2 separate regions of the Hordeum vulgare genome follow, and region 1 is linked to region 2. The links are chromatin contacts, called in public Hi-C maps. All regions are on one chromosome and are shown on one strand. Each heading gives the region's core, a stretch centred on a gene start, on an enhancer-like site or on the middle of the called end of the contact. The rest is flanking DNA. Distances are from core to core; before and after follow the strand shown. Region 1 holds the start of LOC123428620 (gamma-tubulin complex component 2). Region 2 holds the start of LOC123430486 (BTB/POZ domain-containing protein At2g24240-like).

What was found. A called contact is a pair of places that touch in the nucleus more often than the background predicts.
Region 1: a contact with region 2 is called in a Hi-C map of leaf, with 2.6 times the contacts expected there. The contact joins the promoter of LOC123428620 here to the promoter of LOC123430486 in region 2. A contact is called at or near these places in 2 of 6 Hi-C or Micro-C datasets (leaf and seedling).

Annotation. Positions count from the first base shown.
Region 1 is chr2H:548,273,481-548,279,276 of MorexV3_pseudomolecules_assembly, reverse strand. LOC123428620 (gamma-tubulin complex component 2) reads right to left here and starts at 3,968. Exons shown (of 23, transcript XM_045112832.1): 1 at 3,699-3,968; 2 at 3,543-3,600; 3 at 2,670-2,804; 4 at 2,474-2,605; 5 at 2,156-2,239; 6 at 1,961-2,059; 7 at 1,640-1,731; 8 at 1,379-1,451; 9 at 588-740; 10 at 384-503; 11 at 247-300. The coding sequence starts at 3,919.
Region 2 is chr2H:547,855,135-547,860,568 of MorexV3_pseudomolecules_assembly, reverse strand. It overlaps LOC123430486 (BTB/POZ domain-containing protein At2g24240-like), which reads left to right and starts at 3,727. Exons shown (of 1, transcript XM_045114355.1): 1 at 3,727-5,434. The coding sequence starts at 4,092.

The DNA.
Region 1 (5,796 bases), core at 2,719-5,218, 420 kb before region 2:
ATAACTAGTGCGAGAAAAATAAACATGAATGTTTAAAATCAAGTTGGGCGACATGAATCATTCTCACTGTTAAGGCACTCATAAAACAGAATGCACAAAGGATGTGGTTTTCTGTATTTTAACAGACTACGCGCACATAGTATGCAAAACCATAAAGCCCAGGTGCAGATGTATATTAGATGTAAGTCAATAAGTACTCATATATAGTAATAAAACAATATCATGAAGAGTAAATGTTACGCATACTTGGTCAAGAAGTAGATAGCGCTTCAATGATCGCAGTTTCCCAATGAGATCATACTGTAAATATGCACTCTGAATTTAGCAAGTGATTTTAGAAGCGAGTGAAACGCAATAGTACATTAACTACAAACAGTTGTTACCTTATCTTTCATTAGAGTCAAGAGCTCACCACTTGCAAAATCATAAGCAGATTTGATGCACTCAAGATATTGGTGGTTTGAACCAAAGCTCGTCAGCTTAGAGTTTTCTGACAGGGAAACCTAAATAAAATATCCAACATAAGTGTATTTTCTAAACACAAATATAACATAATACTCATTCAATCGAAGAATAATCATGCGTACCTGAACATTGTGCCCACATTCTCTCATGACATTAAGATACTTTCCTGTTGTTAGAATGGTGGCGGCAACATTGTTGAGAAAACTAGGGATGCCATCTTTTAGGCTGTACCGTTGCTGCCAATATTTGGCATCATAATCCTGAGTGAGACTCTCCTATCAAAATAAAAGAAGAATGCAAAGCACCTTGATTATCTTAAGACACAAATATGTCCAGCATTTTAGGTAAATACGGAGAACAGTGGCGGTTCGACCCACAATGTTGTATAGCGCTGAGTGTTGGCCGACTAAAAGGCGACATGTGCAACAGCTAGGTGTGGCGGAGATGCGCATGTTGAGATGGATGTATGGCCACACAAGGAAGGACCGAATCCGGAATGATGATATACGAGATAGAGTTGGGGTAGCGCCAATTGAAGAGAAGCTTGTCCAACATCGTCTGAGATGATTTGGGCATATTCAGCGCAGGCCTCCAGAAGCCCCGGTGCATAGCGGACGGCTAAAGCATGCTGATAATGTCAAGAGAGGTCTGGGTAGACCGAACTTGACATGGGAAGAGTCTGTAAAGAGAGATCTAAAGGATTGGAGCATCACCAAAGAACTAGCTATGGACAAGGGTGCGTGGAAGCTTGCTATCCATGTACCAGAACCATGAGTTGGTCGCGAGATCTTATTGGTTTCACCTCTAGCCTACCCCAACTTATTTGGGACTAAAGGCTTTGTTGTTGTTGTTGTTGTTGTACAGAGAACAGCGGACGTTAAGTAGATCCAAAATTTTACAAGTCAATAAGTACCTTCTGCAGAGATTTGTTTTCAGCAATGAAGAATTCACCATAAGGGTCATCTATGACACCCTCATACACCCATCTAAAATGATAATCAGAAAGTGAAATTAGTGACGCTGCAAACAAGCTTACTAACATATTTTTTCTAAGCAACACTCAATATTAAAAGTCCAAATAAGACACAGCTAGACAATATAGAATTTTTATGGATTGAGGAAGTGTATCAGTCCTACAACTGAATGATAAAGGTAGTTACGAACCATCACAAACCTTTCCAACATCCTGAGGTATGCTGCACTTGCACAATCGGTCATCTTCTCCAGTAATGACCGAACAGCACTATCGCCAGACATCGCCTTTGCCTAAGTAGAAAGGTATGATGATTAAACTACATGGTAAAAGAGATAATCGCGTGGACTAAGCTAAACAAGCTATGAAAAACTGGACCTTAAAAGACTAGTTTTATAGAAGTTGTTCTATCACTGGAAAACAAAAGAGGAGCTGGCCAGGTCTGTTTGGCTCAAATTTAGGAGGAAAAGGGGAAATGTGCTTATCGAGGATCTAAAATGTAACCTCTTTCACTAAATTTACCTGACTATGAAGTAGATTAAGTGTCGCCGAACCACTAGTATTATTGGACATAGCCTTCTCTATTAGAACAGCCAGTGCATTCAATGAACTCATCATCCGCTGTGAAAGAAAAACAGGACTTGCAGTGCTTAAAACAGTAACCAGACACTGATAAGTTCACAAATAATTGGTTAAATGCAGATGAAGAAGAAATACCTGACAAAAGAACCATAATCCTTGAACAGAGAGCCTTCCAAAACGGAATTGATGCTCCAGTTGAGCAACCATTGCCTGATAATCCTGTTATTAAGAAATACTAGACTTAATAATGTTGTGCCAAATTCACATAGAAGCACCAATACTGTCAGTGAGCTCTGTGGAGAACAATGTAACAAGGTTAATGCCTATCAGTGGGATTATCTCAATACAAGAATGAACCCTTAGCACTATATTCCTTCTCCCACTTTTCCAAATAGAAGAAAGGTTGTACACATGAAAAAGTCAAAATTATCTCTCTCATCATAGGGACTATACCAGGAGGAATGCCCTTAGAGCTGCCGCTAGAGCATGGTTGACCAAACCATTTTTGAAATGTGACCTGGACTCCACAAACTGGCTTGCTAGCACGAAATCTTCACATAAGGGGAAAATTCGACGAGTCAACTCCTGCAAGAGCAAGATTAGCCAAACCCAAATATATCCTCCCTTTTTTGGCATGGTCACAGCTTACCTGGAGTGCAAGGTCCATTGAAGAATCAATCTGGAAGACAACATATCCCTCCTTTCCGCGTACTCTCTTAATGGAAATGTATCTTCCCTCAATACCCACCAGAGCTGATAGCAAATCATCAATAACTAAAAGCTCCTGCATTTCAAACAGGGCAGTTACAATGAATAAAGTTGTTACGCAATGCAGTTGATTGCAAAAGCTCCATCAATTTAGCATTTCTAACTGAAAGTACAGATGTTAAGCCTCACTGGATGGCTATTTTCGGAAATGGTGTGGAAATTCAGCAATGTTATGTGGTCTTATTACAGTGAATGTTATACATCATTTCCTAAAGCACCACAAACATACCAACCCATATGCTCTAAATGCAAAACTGAAACCACATTGGACCAGAAACTGCATATTTCCTTTCCAAAAAAAAACTGCATATTTGTAAAAGAGACTGCTATCTCAAACTGTTTTTTATCTACACCAGATTGGCCATCCGATCCAAAAAATAATGATGATGCCTAAGTAAGAATCATTGCATTACTGGAAATAAAGAGGGCATATCAATTGCTGAAATCCAGGAAGTAGAAAATCTCAAAAAGCACAATCCCATACATCAATGGAACTCCCTGCACAGTGGCTACAATCACAACCAGCGATCAACAAAGATTTAAAGTTCACATACTGTAAAAAAACAAAAACAAAAACAAACCAAAATCCTTCTAATTACCAAATCAATGAGCTCAAATTCAAAATAAAAACCTTCTAATTAGCAAATCACTGAGCTCAAATTCAAAATCAAAACCCTAGACCCAGTTTTACAAACAGTACAAGTGAAGCCAAGCTCCAATTTCGCCGGTTGAACTATTTCAAAATTCCGCTTACCTGCACAGAAACAGCGTACGACCCGAGGACACTCCCAGCGCCGCCGCCAGCTCCGCGGCTGCAGATTCAAACCAACTCCAGGCATCAGAGGACACCCGAGGCAACAGAACCACGAGGCAACCGTCCACAAGACACGAATTTATCCGGCATACGTACCTGAAGGAGTCGATAGAGAAAGGCTTGGATCCGGGCGCCTGCGACGCCGCGGACACCTTCGCCTCCTGCCATGGCACGAGGGGGGGATGTGAGGCCGGCGCAGCAATACTGGAGGGGCGGGTTGGGTATTGCTGGCAAGAGGAAGGACGTACCTGGTGGAACCGTCCGGTGAGGTAGGGGCGCTCCAGGTTCCAGCGAGGGGTCGCCGGCGCGGGATCCATTTCGGGGTGGGCAGGGAGAGGAGCGGTGGCGACTGGCGACGGGGACAAGCGTGGAAGATGAGTCGAGCTAGGACAGATCCCGGCCGTTTGTTTGAAATCAACGGTACACGCCCGTCAAGCAATTGATGCTTTGTGTGGAAGCACTTTTTTTTAAAAGACTACTAATAATACTATGCGAAACCTTTTCCGCGAGTGCGCCGGCCAAAACGTTCGGCCGGTCGCGTGACTGTCGTTCGATCCCCTAGATCCAGCATGTGTCCAGCTCACCGCGTCTTCCTTTTCAGTTTTTTTTTTTTGCCTTACCTTCTTCTTCCTTCCTCTCCCCCTTTCCCCCTGCAACCTCAGGCGTCGTCGGTGAGCGCCGCGGCTTCTCCATCGGCAGTCGCCGCGCCTGACGGCGGTGACCGAGGGTGACCACGCGAGATGTTGCAGCCGGGACGACGGTTGAAACTTTTTCCACATACGGTTGAAGCTTTTTCTGTCAACGTTTGCAACTTTCCCTCGTTGAAGTATTTGGTTGAAGCTTTTTTTTCTTAACGGTTGAAGATTTTCTATATACGGTTGAAATTTTTTGCTTTCATGATCGAAGCTTTTTTTAACGTTTGAAACCTTTTCCGTTTTTGAGCAGCACTTGGTTAAAGTTCTCTCTATCATTTGGTTGAAACTTTTTCTATCTAAGGTTGAAGCATTTGGTGTGAGCGGATGTATCTTTCCCTGATTCGCACTGCCAGTTGAAGCTTTTTCCATTTAGGGTTGAAGCTTTTTCATCTGGGGGTTGAAGCTTTTTTTCAGCGTTTTGCAACACAGGGGGGTGAGGTGCGACCGACGGGCATGAGCAGGTGCGAGTGCGCCGGCGAGCGGTGGGGGCAGCGAATGGTCTGGGCGAGCTGAGTCCCGGAGCGCAGGGTAGCTGGGGCGGCGAGCGTCTGGACGAGCTGAGTCGCGGAGCTGCATCCATGGTGCTTCGACGGGCGGCCGAGGAGGCGAGCGGTCGGGGACGAGTTGCATCCATGAAGCTCCAACCGGCGGCCAGGGGGCGAGCTGAGTGCCGGAGCGCGGAGCGGCCCAGACGGGGCGGTCAGCATGGCGAGCGCTCAGGGAGACGAGAAGAAGGTAAAAAAAAACAGCAGAGGAACTTTGATCTGACGGTGTCGCATAGCAGATCGGGCTGCTGAGGACAGACCGACCGAAAACATTCGGCCGGCGCACCGGCTCCGAGTGTTGCCCTAATACTATTCTCTCCGTCTCAAAATAAGTGTCGCAAATTTAATATTAAATTAGTATGAATATAATACTAAAGTAGCGACACTTATTTTGAAACGGAGGGAGTACTTTTCTTTATTCCTATGACAAGCATTTTTTTGAAGATGGTTGGCAACCTCCGCCTCAAGTGCTTTCTCGGTGCTGCACTGGATGGTGATCGTACTGTTTGGCCATGGCATCTTCAGTTGAAGGTATGTGTATGAGGGGTATCACCATGATTTTACATAGGCGGACATGTCGAGGATGGCTCTCTAGCCCGTGCAAAACGGCGCGGTCTCGAAATGTATTGTCTCGAATCTGAAGTTTTCTTTGTCTTCGAAGAGAGCCTCTAGGTCAAGTTGTCGAAGGGTTGCACCTTTCCGCCTGGCACGAACTCATGGAAGCCAGTTGGCGAGTGGCTTGGTTGGGATCTAGAGACCCCCCCCCCCCAATTTTTGTTAGGGTGTCGGGAAGATGATGTTGATCCCATCACCCACATCTATCAGGATTGGGGGAGGCGGATGCCGTCAACGATTAGTTCTATCACCAGGCTGGACTTTCCCGTATGGGCGACATAGGTCAAATGGTCGTTGCGGTCAAAGACAATCCTGGAGTTGAACCACTCCATGAAATCT
Region 2 (5,434 bases), core at 2,478-4,977:
GTCAACAGTTTTCAATGATGCTTGCTTTTTTGTTTCCAGCATTCCGACCAAGGATACCATGCGTCTCTAATCCAGCAGAAGATGGAGTAGCTTTACGATGTCATTGCTGAGGACGAGGCCCAATCTATGGCTTCCGGGTGTGACACATATCTGCTCAACGCTCTATGTACACAAGTCGATGTGGGTACTGATTTTTTTCGATGGTGTACCATATGAAAGAACCCTTGAGTGTTGGTGGTTCCACAACTTTATTGGTTCTTTTATCACGGTGTATGAAAGATTTTGCTCACCAAATCTGGGAGCAGAATGTTGCTTACACTGGTTAGCTAATCAAGAAAAGGAAAAACTATAAATATTCGTTAATTGAATTACATGTGATCTGCAGTCAGATTGTTGACACAATATGCCACAGACACTTCTGCAGGTAATATGCTAGTATGTCTTCTGATTGGTTCAACACATGGATTGTCAAAGCTTTTGGTCTTCTATGCTGTCGGATAGTTCCAACCCATTGGGTTTTCATGTGTTGGGTGTGAGATGGATGAAGATGTAAAAAATCAAAATTTGTTGTGATTCACAAAAGTTGTTATGATTCTACTAATCCTCCCTTATGAATAAATAGGTTGGTACAAAATCTGGGAATGAGTTCCTATTAGTCTACCATTATTCTTCTGTTTCAAATATGTTCCACTGATTTCTTGCTTATACACTGATTCAGATTTTTAAAGTTTACTTTGCAAACATGTGATGTTGTCATGTCATTTTCATCACATCAATTACTTGTGATGCCCCTTCTAACAGTAGGTCTTAGAGCAGGATGACAAGAGACTTTTTCTTATTGCACATCAGGTTAGCGATGTGTTGCGACATGAGACTCCACATTCCAAGTACCTTTCCTGTATTTTTAGGTTTAGTATTTTAAGTTTGGTTAAAGCAACCTAACTAGAGTTTGATAACCAACACTCTATGGCGACAAATCAAGGATATGGTATATGACCCTTGTTCATACTTGGAACTCCAACCTAATGGATTGTGCTTGCTATTATTGAACAAAATAATATTGATATTCCTTGTTGCAGATAATTAAGCAAAGGTGAGGAGCAGCTATCGTTGCCTTCCCATAGAATATTCACCGTGTCATATAAGTTTTGCGGCTCTTCGGCTTCACAACCAGGCAACAACGACAGCAGAAGTTATGTCCATCTACGCCTAAGTTGTACATCCATCCTCGATGGTGTTCTTTGGACCCTGTACCCAGCTCCTAACTAAACAAGTTTCGTGGATCCACATAAGCATCATCTTCGCTGAGCTTCTCTTTCCCGTGTGATCGTCATGCTGATTTGATCTAGAAAAGGTACCCTGAAGGCCTATACTAAGAAACTGAATTACAAGAACATTTATTTTTCAGAATTTTCTTAGTGTTGGTCTCCCTAAAGAAGAAGAAAAGGATTGCCAATGAAATGATTCAAAAACAATAAATTGCATATCAATTGCCAAAGACGACGCTGCTATGTAAGAATCATCGACAATTCATAGTGCGTGCGACTTATGGTTATGAATGACTAACTGATTGAACTTGTTTACAACATTAGTAGAAACCTTGAAAATGAGTTTTTTGGCACGTGTAGGAGTATAGATTCTTGTGTTTCTATGAGCATATTTCTCGAAGAATTTATGTTCATGGAACTGGTCAATTTTTTGTGTAAAAAGGTTGATACTATTCGACACATGTTTAGCATGGGCAACCAAATGTTCCTTTGAATTGTGCAAAGACATATTTTTTCACTCATTACTAGACATGTGGATATGTCAAAAGAGGCTGGGGTAGACTAAACTTGACATCGGAAGAGTCCGTAAAGAGACATCTGAAAGATTGGAGCATCATCAAAGAACTAGCCATGGACAAGCGGCACGTGGAAGTTTGCTATCCATATGTCACAACCATGAGTTGCTAGGTCGCGAGATCTTGCGGTTTCACCTCTAGCCTACCCCAGCTTGTTTGGGACTAAAGGCTTTGTTGTTGTTGTTGCTGATGTTGTTGTACTAGACATGTGGATAATTTCTTCTAATAGCACTACAATCCATTGCCTATGATCTTTCTTTTTTTCTTTGTTAGACAACTTGAAAGCAATGGACTGAGAAATGAGATTTTAAAACATATAGAGAACGGAAAAAATGAAGTGAGAAGTATCTAGAAGTACATTGGTGTGCCTTGAGTTTAGGCGGGAAAAACAAAGCGCATCGATGTTCTTGTGATACTTGTATCTAAAAATTGTTTAATAAAAAATGGAAGCAATTTTGTAATAGTCAAACGGATTATCTATAGGTAAGTAAGAGATAATTAGTCAGGAAGATTGTTCATAGCTTAGTAAAATATAATTAGTCAAGCAAATTATCAAGCAATTTTGTAATAGTCAAGCAAATTGACAACCAATTTTGTAAGAGATAATTAGTTCTACTTTCGATTTGCATAATGTGTAGAAGTAAAGCTTTTCTTTGAACACACCTGGAGTCTCAGTGGAATCTTATTGTTTTGGATTATAGCATACACATAATTTACGGCAAAGAAATAAACTTTGTATAATGTAAGGATATATTTTTCTAAATACAATCATAATTTTTTTCTTGAGTTATAATATTGTTTTGATCAATATGTTTGTTGACCGTAGCAATGCACGAGCATTCAATTACATAATATATTTTCTTCCTATAAGATAATTGATGCGTTTTTGACATAACAACGCACGTGTTGTTGAAACAAATGAAGTCCCTTTTTTTTTAATGAAAGGGGTCGCCCCTTGCCTCATTTTATTAAACGAAGCAGAACAGACCACAGCACAGCCCAAGTATTGCCAGCATCTAAAACAAAACTAAAAAAACACCCACCAAATCAGGCAAGACACACAGGAAATGTCCTAAATAATGGCAAGAACCGAAACCACTTAAAACTCGCTAGCAGGAAGAGATCAAACAACAATTCTATGGCCTGAAACACAGCTAAACAGTCTACCACTTTTATTATTACAAGCCGGAGATCAATCAGAAGCTTGAGTCCATGCTATTCGTAGTAGCTTCCTTCGATGCTTGTCCAGCAACAGGATGAATCTCTTCAGCACGTCTGCTTGTGCAGTGTCGCAGAACACCAACCATTGTTGTAAAATGTAAAGTCCTTCTTAACTTGACAAGGCCGCAGCCTAGACCCCTTCATGTGCGCCCCGAAAGCAAAAATCATTCCCCAATATCCAATGAAGTCCCATTAATCCCCGTGGAATCCACACAAAAGCCCCAACGACCGCAGAGAGGGAAACAAACGTGCAGTGCAGGCCGCCGAGTCGCCGTGCCAGTTCCCAGCCACGATCCCGACAGGAGCAGGAAAAGAGGGGAAACAGGCAAACAGAAAGTAGCGGAAAAACAGAAGCAGGCAGGCAGGAAGATTCCGCGCCGGCCGTGCGATTGCGATGATTGGATTCGGAAGGGTCGCCCTGCTGAATTCTCCCACGAGAGTTGGAGATGCTCGCCCATGTCAGGTCGGTACTCGGTAGTCGCCAACGTTTCGGCAGTTGCGCCTACCGGTGGCGTTGTACCGTCCGAACGTGCGCCGGTCTAAGCCTAAGTGCTGCTCAGCTCAGCTCAGGTCGGGCCGAGTACGTACGTGGTGGTGTTGCCTCGAACCCGCGACTGCGCGGCGACTTCTCCTCCGTTCCTCTTGCTTAGATTATCAAAATCGAAATGCATGTAGTACGACTGGACTAGGTTCGGGCAGGAGCTCAAAAAATTCCATTCGGGAGAGAAGCGGAGACTTGTGACTTGTCATCCGTTAGAACGCCGTCGTCAGTCGTCACGCCAAAGCAAGCAGCGGTGCAGCACCATCTCTTGCCCCCCCCTCCCTCCACTCCGTCCGTCCCGCCACAACAAAAAACAACAGCAGCCAATCAAGGCTGCGTACACATAACTAGTCTCCCAATCCGCTCCTCACCCAACCCCCCCAACCCCATTCCCCACCCGATCCTCCTCTCGCCGGCGGGATCGATTCGATCGAGGTTGATCGGGGGAGAGCGAATGGCGCGGTGATCGCCCGGTCGGTCGGCTCGATGGCGGCGAGGCCGGGTGGAGGCGGGCGCGTGCGCTTCAACGTGGGCGGGCAGGCGTTCGAGACCACCACCACCACGCTCGCCAACGCCGGCCGCGACTCCATGCTCGGCGCGCTGCTCGACGCCTCCTGGAACGTGCCCTGCGCCTCCGACGGAGGGGAGGACGCGGCGGCCGAGTACTTCATCGACCGCAACCCGGCGTGCTTCGCGGTGCTGCTCGACCTGCTCCGCACGGGCAGCCTCCACGTCCCGCCGCACCTCCCGGAGAAGCTGCTCTACCGGGAGGCGCTCTACTACGGCCTCCTCGACCACGTCCGCGCCGCGCGCTGGGGGAGCTTCGACGGCGACCGCCTGCGCCTCGCGTCCTCCGTGCCCGGCCGCGCCCCCGGGGACGGGACGGCCGTCCGGGCCGCGCCCGACGGCGGCTGTTGCGTCGCGCACGGGGGCGCCGTGCACGTCTACAACTGGATGCTCGACGAGCGCCGCCCCGTCTCGCTCGACCACTCGCAGGTCAACGACGTCGCCTACCTCGACGCGGCCACGCTGCTCATCGCCGCGCGCGAGCACCTCGGCAAGTGCGACGGCGGGATGGCCGTCTTCTCCGCCGTCTCCGGGGACCTCCGTCACCGCTTCCGCGTCCAGCACGACCGCCAGGCCAAGTCCTTCACCGCCGGCGCGCTGGCCTTCGACAGGGACTCGAGGATCTTCGCCAGCTGCAAGGGCCGCCTCAACGAGTACGGCGTCGGCGTCTGGGACAGCGCCACCGGCGAGCAGGCTGACTTCTTCTACGAGCCCCCCGGCTGCGCCCTGGGCGACGCCGACAGGCTCCAGTGGCTGGACGCAACCAACGCGCTCATGGTGGCCACGCTGTTCCCCAAGACGGACAACTGTTCCATCGGGCTGCTGGATTTCCGGGACAAGAGCGTGGCCTGGTCGTGGTCCGACGCCGGCACGGCCGCGTCGCTGGAGGAGAAGCGCGTGCTCCACGCCATCGCCATGGAGGACGAGCGGTCCGTGTGCGTCATCAACCAGTACGACGACCTCGGGTTCCTGGACCTGAGGAGCAACGCCGGCGCCGTGCGGTGGAGCTCCCGGAGCAAGCTGATGAACCGGAAGGCGCCCGGGGAGGAGAGCTGCTACCCGAAGCTGGCGACGCACGGCGGGCAGCTCTTCTCGTCGATGAACGACAGCATCTCCGTGTTCAGCGGGCCCGAGCACGTGCTGACGTCCACGCTGAGGCGGAGCTACGGCGGCGCCATCTGCGACTTCTCCATCGGAGGCGACCGCCTCTTCGCCCTGCACAACGAGGAGAACGTGTTCGACGTCTGGGAGACGCCGCCGCC